Linked DNA regions of Mus musculus: region 1 is linked to region 2. The links are chromatin contacts, called in public promoter capture Hi-C maps. All regions are on one chromosome and are shown on one strand. The core of a region is the stretch at or near the end of the contact, and the rest is flanking DNA. Distances in the headings are between cores, read along the strand shown.

Region 1 (4,894 bases), core at 736-3,235, 7.4 Mb before region 2:
GCGATTAAAGGTGAGAGCCACCACTGCCTCATGAAATAGACACTCTCGTAGGCTTTATAGACCAGCATGACAGGCCCTTCCCTTCCTCTGCAACTTGACTTCTAGCCTCCCCTTGGCCAGGATTTTGAAGGAAAAATCTCATCAGGCTGCCAAGCCTCACCTGTAGCACCCACACCATCCTTTTTGACTCAAAGCACTTTATGCTCAGTACTTAGCACAGTACTTTATGCTCAGTACTTAGCACAGTTAACCTAAGTAGGAGCCTGGCTTCCCTGCTGAAGAAATCCCTTGCTATCCCCAGAAACTGGGGCTGGGCAGGGAGTAGGGAAGACATTTTTTTTTTTTTTTTTTAACTTTGTTTAGTTAGACCTATCTTCACCTTCCCGGACTTGTGCACCAACAGGACTATTTATGTCCCTGTTTTGGAGATAAACACTTTAAAACTTTTCATTTTGAAAATACTCCCTTGAATTTTCACTTTGGAATCAAATGTGTAGGACAATGTCTAATTGGCTGTCATGCTGCCAAGGCCATGGTGGCTTCCACTGTGCAGGGGAAGGGACAGAGCACCGGGTTCAAGTGAGTGACGACTGCCGATCACCTAGCAGCTTCCCAGCCTTACCCAGGGTGATCTCCAGGATAGGGCTTTGGCCCAGAGCTCTGCAGACTTCCCCTTCATCCTTTCACACCCAACAGCTGACGGCCACCTTGCCCTGTCCTATCTCTGAGAGGCCTACAGGCTGCTCCCCTCAGTTCACACAAGGGGCACTGGGATTTGTGCCCATCAGGGCGGGGTGGGGGTGGGCTGGAAGAAGAGACCACCCAACCTGAGGCATTTCCTTGCTTGCACAGAAATGCTTTGTTGAAGATGGTCCCAACACCATCCCTCAACCGCAGGCAGAACTTTCCCTAGCCACCCTGGCTCATCTTGTGGTTTTCCTCAGGCACCCACACCTCCTTTCAGCTTTCTCTTCCTGTGGCCTTCCCACTCCTCCCAACAGTGATAACTGTAAACAAAGGGCTTTCAAATAGCTCCAGCCTGAAGACACCATAGAAGGGTTGCCTTGTAGCTGGGCATTGAAAGTGCTAGGGCACAGGTCCTGGAGCACAACTTTGGATGGGTGGGGCATTGGATTGCCTTGTAGCTGGGCATTGAAAGTGCTAGGGCACAGGTCCTGGAGCACAACTTTGGATGGGTGGGGCATTGGGTTGCCTTGTAGCTGGGCATTGAAAGTGCTAGGGCACAGGTCCTGGAGCACAACTTTGGATGGGTGGGGCATCACAATGCTTGCTTCTTTCCTGTCACCCCAGACCAAACCTCTGTTTCCCCTGTGGGCAGAGAAAGGCAGGGTCTTTGAAGGCTTTTGGGGGCAAGTCACTTATCAGGTGTGTTGCTCAACTGGAAACAGTTATCACGGTGAGGCCTTGGCGGGATGTGAGTAGAATGAGTATGTGTGTGACGCACTGAGCTCCAGGGATGGGCTCTTTATTTCTAGTCACATGGAAAGAATGGTGCTGTGTACATCCACACGCCCTGGGTTCACTAGAGCTGGGAGGGGTCCCTGTCATCCCTGTGGTCCGCCTCGCGCTCGCCCACCTAACCCAGCACCCACTCCTCAGCTCTGGAACCGGTCCCTTCTGATCAAACAAGAGGTCCCCTTCTCACCTAGAGACTCGGCTCCTCTTCCTAACCCACCAAAGGCTCCTCCCACAGCGCATCCCTTTCTCCAGCCCCGCCCCTCAGGTGGTTCGGTCTACCCCCTCACCCCGAAACGCGCCCCTCCCCCGCGGCCACGGGCGGGGCTACCCCATTTCACAGATGAGAACAGCGAGGCTGCGACAGATGACCTTTCACGGCAGGACAGGTGCCCGGAAAGACATGTATGCGTCCGCTGGGTCCAGAGCCCTCCCCGAAACCCCTGCGCACCGCACCCACCTCCTGCCCTCGCTCGGCAGCCTCCCCTCCAGCCAGCGCAGCTTCGCTAGGGGGTGGGCCGGGCTGGGGCAGGGGCGGGTCGTCCCGGGCCGCGCGCTGGCCGCCGGGACTTGTAGTCCCCTCTGCGTTCCTTCCTGTGCCGCGTGCCGGGCCCGGACTCCACCTCCCAGGAGGCTACGCGGAGAGCCAGCCCCCTACTGGCCCGCCCCGCCGGCACTGGGACCAGCTGGCCTTAAAGGGGACGCGGCCCGACTGGGAGCTCGCAGGGTAACCCCCGCTGTGGCTCCGCCCCGTTTCCCCGCACCTCACCCCTCTCCCAGTTCCGTCCCGCAGCTCTGAGACCGCGCAGTTGCACTGCCCAGGTCCATCTAGGGTTGTGCGGAGCGGGGTGGGTGGAGTTGGACATCACAAAGTAGCAGCAGCATCCCTGCGGTCTGGGACCCCTCGGTAGGGGAGCGGAGGACCCGCCCTGACCTCGACTGGCCCAGCCTAGTCTAGTCCGGCCCATGCGCCCCGCCCAGGAGTGGGTTCTAAGGTAAGGCCCTCTGAAGTCTAGGAGTTAAGGGGGCTTTGGGTGTTTGAGTGCTCATGTCGGGGGGCGGGGGCAGTGTCTGCACTCTTGACATTTCGAGTGCTCCTTACTTATCTTTAGGACTCTGAGAGCACGAGATTGGAAGGTGGGGGATCTAGGTGCTTCTGGGCCTTTGCTGTGTGACCTTGGCCTTCTAACTGCCCCTCTCTGAGCCTTAACCATCTCCTTCATCAACTGAGTAGTTCCAGCTTCTGTACCTCTCAGTCCTGAGAGCAGCCACAACTAGAACCATGACGCCTGGCAATCTTTTTGCGGAGAACCCCCAGTCTGGGCTAAACAGGCGTAAGGAAGGAAGAGAGGGGGCCCAACTGGAGTAGACACTGAGGATCCAGAGGCAGTCTGATCATCTTTGTCCTGGAGTCCGGGGGCCTTGACATCGCTTGCAGATTGCAGAACTGAAGCTTAAGCGCCTGTCCTCCCTCAGAGAAAGTCTGGGCTGGGAGTGGGGGCTGGGTTAGCAGAGGTTAGTGAGTGGTGGCTCTGTAATCAGGGGCGAGTGTGGACAGTCCCAGAGGGGACTTCTCTTCATCTTCTCTTCCATCTCTCTAATTCCTCTTCAGTAACAGGGTTGTTCTTGCCTGTCACTAGCAAAGCCCTCACTCCTGTCTTTCCAGGACCCAGCCTGGGGCTGGTCGAGGCCTCCTAGGGGGAAGGGTGCCATGCTAGGGTTGCCTTGGTAAGACACTGAGTTAAAACACATTCTGCTGCCAAGAGACCCGAGTGAACCCTGGCGTCCATAGGAGTCAGGGTGTGGGGGCATGAATGTGAGGGGCTGAGAGGACAGCAGATGAACCCCCTCCTCCCCAACGCAGGGCAGGGACCTGCAGACCCTCCCTCCTCCCCTTTGAGGAGATCTGGGAACAGCAGATCCAGGGGCTAACCAGGAGCTGGGGTTTCTTATTGTTTTTTCTGCCTTGTTTGTATGGGCCATTTCTGGAATGGCTGAGTCTTCTTTGGCCTCTGTGAGGTATCTCGCAGATGTTCAAGGGTCATGGATATTAGAGTCCAGGCCCAGGCTGAGGAGGGACAGGGACTGGCCTCAAGGTAACTCTGTCTCTGGATACTACTTTTCTGGTCACATCTTTGATTTTTATCTCGTTTTGTTACCAAATGTCTCTCATCAATATCTAGGCACACCTAGATACATGGCCACCTCTGCCCCTGGGCACACTATCATCCTGGGCGCTGTGTACAGAACAGGATTGGATCTACTTCCTCCAGAGTCAGACCCTAGCCAGGTAGGAGAGAGAGCGTGCTGGAGCAAGTTAGACTGCAGAGGATGAAGGAGCCAAGGCGGCCTGGGAACCGGAGCTTAGAGACTCGCTCTGTGGAGGGACAGGGAATGGCTTGTGAACTGGGCATTGCAGGATGAGTCAGAATTAGCCAGGAAAGAAGAGGCAAGCCCTTTCCCATAGAGAGGACAGAAACAAAACAAAACAAAACAAAACAGCCTTTCTCCAATTTCCATCTATGCCTAATATCAGTGTGGTGTCACATAGACAGCCCAAGTGGCAGGCTTTCGAGTATGGGCTTTGACTGAGGGGCCTAGTGGCCTTGAGGGTCTGAGTAGCCAGGCAAGAGGGAACTTTTCAGAAATGAGGTTAATCTGATGGCATTGCTGAGGGAGAGAGGCTGAGGAGGTGATGGAGGTTGAGCTCAGGACCCCCCTAACCCCCATGGTGATAGGGAAGAGCCAGGTTCTCCGAAGCACAAGCAGGGGACTGTCAACACACAGCTGAAATGCCAAGGGTTATCCATGAGGGACAGATGAAGGCTCAGGGCCTTCTGGGTGGGGTGTTCCCTCTCCCGGGTTCCTGGAGCATCCACACAGAGTGTGCCTGGACACCAGGCTGGCAGGCTGGCAGGCTGGCAGGCTGAGGGCACAGACTCAGGGTTTGGGCAAGGGCATCAGCCATGCTGGGGAAAGGCCAAGAGGTAAGTGGCCAGTCACCTTCCATTTGGGTTTCAGAGGCTGAGAGTTGAAGGGGTCTCTTTCTCTGTCACCAAGGCTACCATGGAGGTGGTGTCCAGCGCAATTAAAAATCTGGACTGCTGTCCTCCAGGCCTTGTGACAGGAGGATGGATCGAATGAGAGAGTGAGTGAGGTTCAGGAGACTACTGTCCTAGTCCAGGCAAGGAGTGAAGAGAAGCTGATGGGGGCGGGTTGGGGGAGTGGGGGTGGGAAGGCTGGAGCTGAGCTGCCGAGGGGAAGAGTTGAACTGAAATCCCTGCCTGCTTCCCCTCACAGCACCGGTGTGTTCCCTCCATGACAGATGACCAAGTCTTAGGAGTTGCAGGCCCAGAACAGCTCCCATTTGCCTGTGAGAAAGCTGAGATGCTAGGAAGCGCTTAGCCTCAGGCGAGCT
Region 2 (5,079 bases), core at 351-2,850:
GTTATGGCTGGTGGTCCATGCTCAGATAGATCAAGCTTCGAAAAGACTGTGTTCTTTCCTCATGCAAAAGGCACAGGGATTAAAGCTGAAAAAGGGAGAATGAGTGCGGTGGCGGTGGCGGTCGATCCTTGGTGCTACTTCCTTTAGATAATGTTTTGTGTTTCCAATGAGCCTTTTCTGGAAATGCATCCAGAACTCAAAGGACAAGTCAGTCAGTTATGGGGCTGTGTGTGTGTGTAATGCCAGCCCTCGGGAGGTGGAGGAGAAGGATCAGGAATCCAGTATTATCCTCGACTACACAGCACGGTCCAGGCTAGTCTAAATTATGCAAAACCTTGTCTATTTAAAAAACAAACAAACAGAGAGACAAATAAATGAATAAAAACAAACAAACAAACACCAATCCCAAAAGATGAGCAGCAGTGTCACACACTTTTTTATTTTTTGGCTTTTTGAGACAGGGTTTCTCCGTGTAGCCTTGGCTGTCCTGGAACTCACTTTGTAGACCAGGCTGGCCTCGAACTCAGAAATCTGCCTGCCTCTGCCTCCCATGTGTGGGATTAAAGGTGTGCGCCACCACGCCCAGCTAGTATCAGATACTTTTAATTGTAGCATTTAGCAGGTAGAGGGAAGCAGATCTGAGTTTGATGCCAGTCTGGTCTAGAGTGAGTTCCAGAACAGCTCAGGCTACATCGAGAAACCCTGTCTTGGAAAACAACTCCCCAAAGTGAGAAAACTTAGATTATTATTTTTTTTAAAAGGCATTTTTACAACAAAACTCCCTAAGCAGCACCAGACCCTATTCTTAGTGGCAGTTATCAATTAATTCATCATTTAATCCTTCCAGCAACCCAATAGGTCTATTTGTCTCAGTTTGCAGATGATTGACTGATGAAGCTGTTATATAGCTTGCCTACAGTTGTACAGCACATTAGTTGGGGCGGGGAGGAAGCACAAGTGAAGCACTACAAGAAATATAAGCAAGAACACAACTACGTGTTAAAACTAGTATTTAGTGGGGAAAAGGACTTCTGGACCTCTATAGCTTTAGTGGTCCACGCCTATAATTCCAGCAATTGGAGGCTGAGAAAGGAGTGCACAAGTTCGAGGTCTACCTGGGCTAGGTAATAAGACACTGCCATAAAAATGAGATAAAAATATATTAACATTTTTGATATAATGTTTGTCAGGAAGAATGCAGTAAGTTGGTTGCAACTTGAATTTACGCTCCAAAAATCAATTTTTCAAGCTTCCGGGCAGGTTATGCCGAACCAATTGCCCTCCGTATAAAACGGAGATAATATTTATCCCATTAAGCTTTTGAAAGGAGAGGCTGGGTGAAACGATTCTGGCAAAGGCGTATTGTTACTCCTAAAATGTTACACAACCGCCAGAAAGGTCTTCTCCCAGCACCACCTTTAGAAACTTTGACTCACACAGGCACGGAAATCATGTACTATCAGTAGTAACTTTCAAATTCTCCCGGCTCGCCCTCTGGGAGGCTGGCGCACTGCACTATGGGATTTGTAGTCTTAGCGCGATACCAGCTCCTCCTTACTACCTTAGAAGGAGGAAATGGGTGTAATGACCCGGAAGTACTCGTTCCGGAGAGGCGTGCAAGTTAGGAAGGAAGGGTCAGAGGTCGCCGGCCCAGATGCGTTCCTGTGTTGTTATGTAGTGGAGGGTCACGTTCCTTCCTGCAAATTCTGGAAGGTTCTTGAGTTCAATTAGGACAGTGGCTGCGGAATTCCTGGTGTCCGGCCTGAGGTGCCCGCTGGCCTAGCAGAGGCGCCGAGGGCGCTGCCATGTTTGGCTGCCTGGTGGCGGGGAGGCTGGTGAGGATGGCCCGGGCGGTGGCAGGAAGGGGTCGGTGACTGAGAGCTGGGTGGTGGCACGGTGCACGGCGCTTGGAACGCGGGGAAACCTGGTCATTGTGCTTTTTTTCCTGGGCGTGTGCGACGGACGGGCAATGGGACGCTGGCCCCACTCTTAGCTGTGTTTGCGAGGCTGTCAGGATGTGACTGCATTTTGTTGAGTGCGGATTTTGTTCCACCTGCTGGGTTGAGTGCTGTAGTTACTTGTTAATTTCAGCCTTCTGTACGGCATTTCGCCGTAACCGTGGTAACTCGTGAGCTAGTCTTTCTCTCTTTGCTGTTCAGGAACGTACACTCAGTAGATAGTGTAGTAATTACTCTTGTAAATTGATAATGCTACTTAGAAGTAAAGCTGAGATTTGTAATCTAAAGCTAAGTGGTTTTCGGAAAAATTCAATTTTCCGGACAATGAAGGTGTTTTGTTTTGTTTTTCCTTTTTGGTGTCTTTGGAAGGCCCCCCCCCCCCTTTCAGAAGTTTACCGACCCAGTTTAAAATACAATAATTGCAAGTTGCTTAATAGAAATGACTGAAATTTAGGTGTGAGCCGTACCTGTGATAACTAAAGGATTCGAGTACAATGCTTTCTTTTTGGTCAGAGAGATGCCCTTGCTTAGCCAGAGCCTTAGAATGAAATGAAATGAAATGAGTGCGGGAGTGGTTGAGGAGTAACCAGAGTGAATCTTGTTTGCTCTTTAGAAACCAGCGATGTATCCGTCTTGAGACGTGACTCCTTTCTCTTTAGAGCTATTCTTGTTTTGTTTCTCCTTGTTTTGTTAAATACTGCAACCTCTTTGTTAAATTGTGCCTCACGTGTGGTAAGCGAGAGCTCCACGCCTCCGTTTTCACCAGCTTTTGATAATGTATTCTATACACGCTGCTCTTAAGAAAAACACGTGGTTCCAAGAAACCATGGACTTCTGTCTGCAGTGAATGGGAGGCTCCTGTGGAGGTGAGGTAGTGCTAACCCTGGTCAATAGCTTTTGGAATGTCCCAGTAGGAGCTCTGGGGTTTGGAAGATGAAAGAAACAATTTGAGAAGAACGTGTTCCTCAGATGTCTGCCATTAATAAAGCCCAGCTTCGTGTCTTACACCTGTATTTCCAGCTCTTCAGAAGGCTGAGGGAGGAGACCCACAGTTGCAAGGCTAGACCCTGGCTCTAAAACAGTGGTGGGGTAGTTCAGTAGTTAAAACACTTTTTTCCTGTCTTTTTTGAGACCGGTCCTTCTCTCTGTACGCCTGGCTGGCTGTCCTAGGACTCTGCAGACCAGGATGGCCTTGAACTCAGAGATCCAAGTGCTGGGTTAAAGGTGTGTGCCAGCACAGCCAGCTCAGAATTATTGTAAGCCCAAAATGTGGCCTCAAACCCCATTACCACAGAACGAAACAAACCAATGAAACCCTATGTAGAGTCTGTGTTATGTTGTGAGCTAATCTGGAAGGGAATTTCCGGCTATATGCTTTATTTGCCCAACATTAAATTTATATGATAAATATCCAGTGGATATTTCTTTAAGACAAGATTTTTTTGGGGGCTTGGAATTGTATATCATTAGACATAAATGAAAATGAAGGACAAATAGAACTACTAGCATCTCAGAACTTAACTCCATTCTTTTGCTAGAAAAACCACCTATTGAAACTTACAAACCTAATTTTCATTCTTTGAGTCTTTTCTTTTTCCTTTTATTTCTATAAGACAGGATTTCTCTGTGTAGTTCCAGGTGTCCTGGAAGTTTGCTCTATAGAACGGGCTAGCCTCAAACTCAGATCTGTCTACCTCTGCCTCCCCAGTGCTGGAGGATTAAAAGCCTTCGTCACCACAACCTTAGGTTTTTTTTATAACATTTATTTATTTGATATATTTAAGTACACTGTAGCTGTCTTCAGACACACCAAAAGAGGGCATCAGATTCCATTACAGATGGTTTGTAAGCCACCATGTAGTTGCTGGGAATTGAACCCAGGACCTTTGGAAGAGCAGTCGGTGCTCTTAACTAGCCCTAGGTTTTTTTGTTTTCTTCTTAAGGAAAAAGAACTCAAAGAAAGGAAAGATTCTCCTACCCCCATTTTTTGTTTAATTAAAGTCAAGGATTAGACTGTGTAGTTGGATATGGTGACACACAGCTGTAATTCTAGTACTTGGGAGGTGGAGACAGGAATTTGAGGTTGGTCTTGATTGACTATGTAGATCACTCAAGGCCAACTTGGGCTACCTGCATAAGATCCTGTCTTTTAAAGGGGATTGGAATGTGGTACACATTTACAGAATGTCTCTTGCCTGTGCAATAAAAGTTGAAACAAATACTTATTTTGCCTTATGGTTATTTCCATGTCTGTGAATACTATAGCTTCTCACACCTTCCAAGAAATATAGGTGCTAAAACTTGGCGAAATTGAATTTAGCACTATAGGAAATTTTGGATTATATTTTTGCTTTTTTTTTTTTATGGTGGAAAATTTTAAGTTGGGTCAGTAAATTTCCTAAAAGGGAATCAGAACTTGACCTTAAACACCCAGTCCTAGTCAAGTCAGTTACTTGTACCTGTAAATCTGACACCTGTGAAGAGAGGCAGAGAAGTAGGAGTTGAAGGTCATTCAGGAGGCAGCGCCAGGCCTGGTCCACAGAGAGTTCTAGCTAGGACAGTCAAAGCTACCTAGAGAAACCCTGAGTCAAAATAGAAATCAACTAATTAAATGTTTAGTCTTCAGAGTAATTGTAGTGATGTAGAGTTGTTGTTTTGATGAATAGCAATTACAGTTTAAAGAAATACAGAAACCTAGAATAAAAAAACCAAGCAAACATATAAGCTAAAATGTAGACAGCTTGTTTACCTGAGTTCTCTCAGAATTGCTATCTTTTTAATGATGCATATTGATTCAGCAATATCAGTACATAATAAAGACAGAACTTAATGTACTGGAACCAGCAGCCTTAACCTCACCACACAGGAGAATCTCATGGTGGCTTCCAACTTGCTGTGTAAGCCAGGGTTGGCCATGATGGTCTGATTTTCCTGTCTCTTTTTCCAGGATGTATGTGCCACCATACCTGGTTTACCACCAACCCTACCCTCCCCCCCCCCCCCCCCACCCCAAGCTGAGGCCTGAACCTAGGGCCTTGCTCTTGTTAGGCAAGTACTCTACCACTGAGGTAAATCTCTACCCCCTACCAATTCTTAGGCTTCCCCAAAGTAAAGTTTTCTT

Evidence for each region. Promoter capture Hi-C pulls out the DNA fragments that hold promoters and counts their contacts.
Region 1: a contact with region 2 is called in a promoter capture Hi-C map of liver, with 5 times the contacts expected there. The contact joins the promoter of Kctd21 here to the promoter of Hikeshi in region 2. A contact is called at or near these places in 2 of 39 promoter capture datasets (liver and pre-B cells).

What each region holds. Positions count from the first base shown.
Region 1 is chr7:97,329,414-97,334,307 of GRCm38.p6, reverse strand. It overlaps Kctd21 (potassium channel tetramerisation domain containing 21), which reads right to left and starts at 1,985. Exons shown (of 2, transcript NM_001039039.3): 1 at 1,937-1,985. Usp35 (ubiquitin specific peptidase 35) reads left to right here and starts at 2,199. Exons shown (of 11, transcript NM_001177412.2): 1 at 2,199-2,471.
Region 2 is chr7:89,937,725-89,942,803 of GRCm38.p6, reverse strand. Hikeshi (heat shock protein nuclear import factor) reads left to right here and starts at 1,600. Exons shown (of 5, transcript NM_026304.3): 1 at 1,600-1,835. The coding sequence starts at 1,806.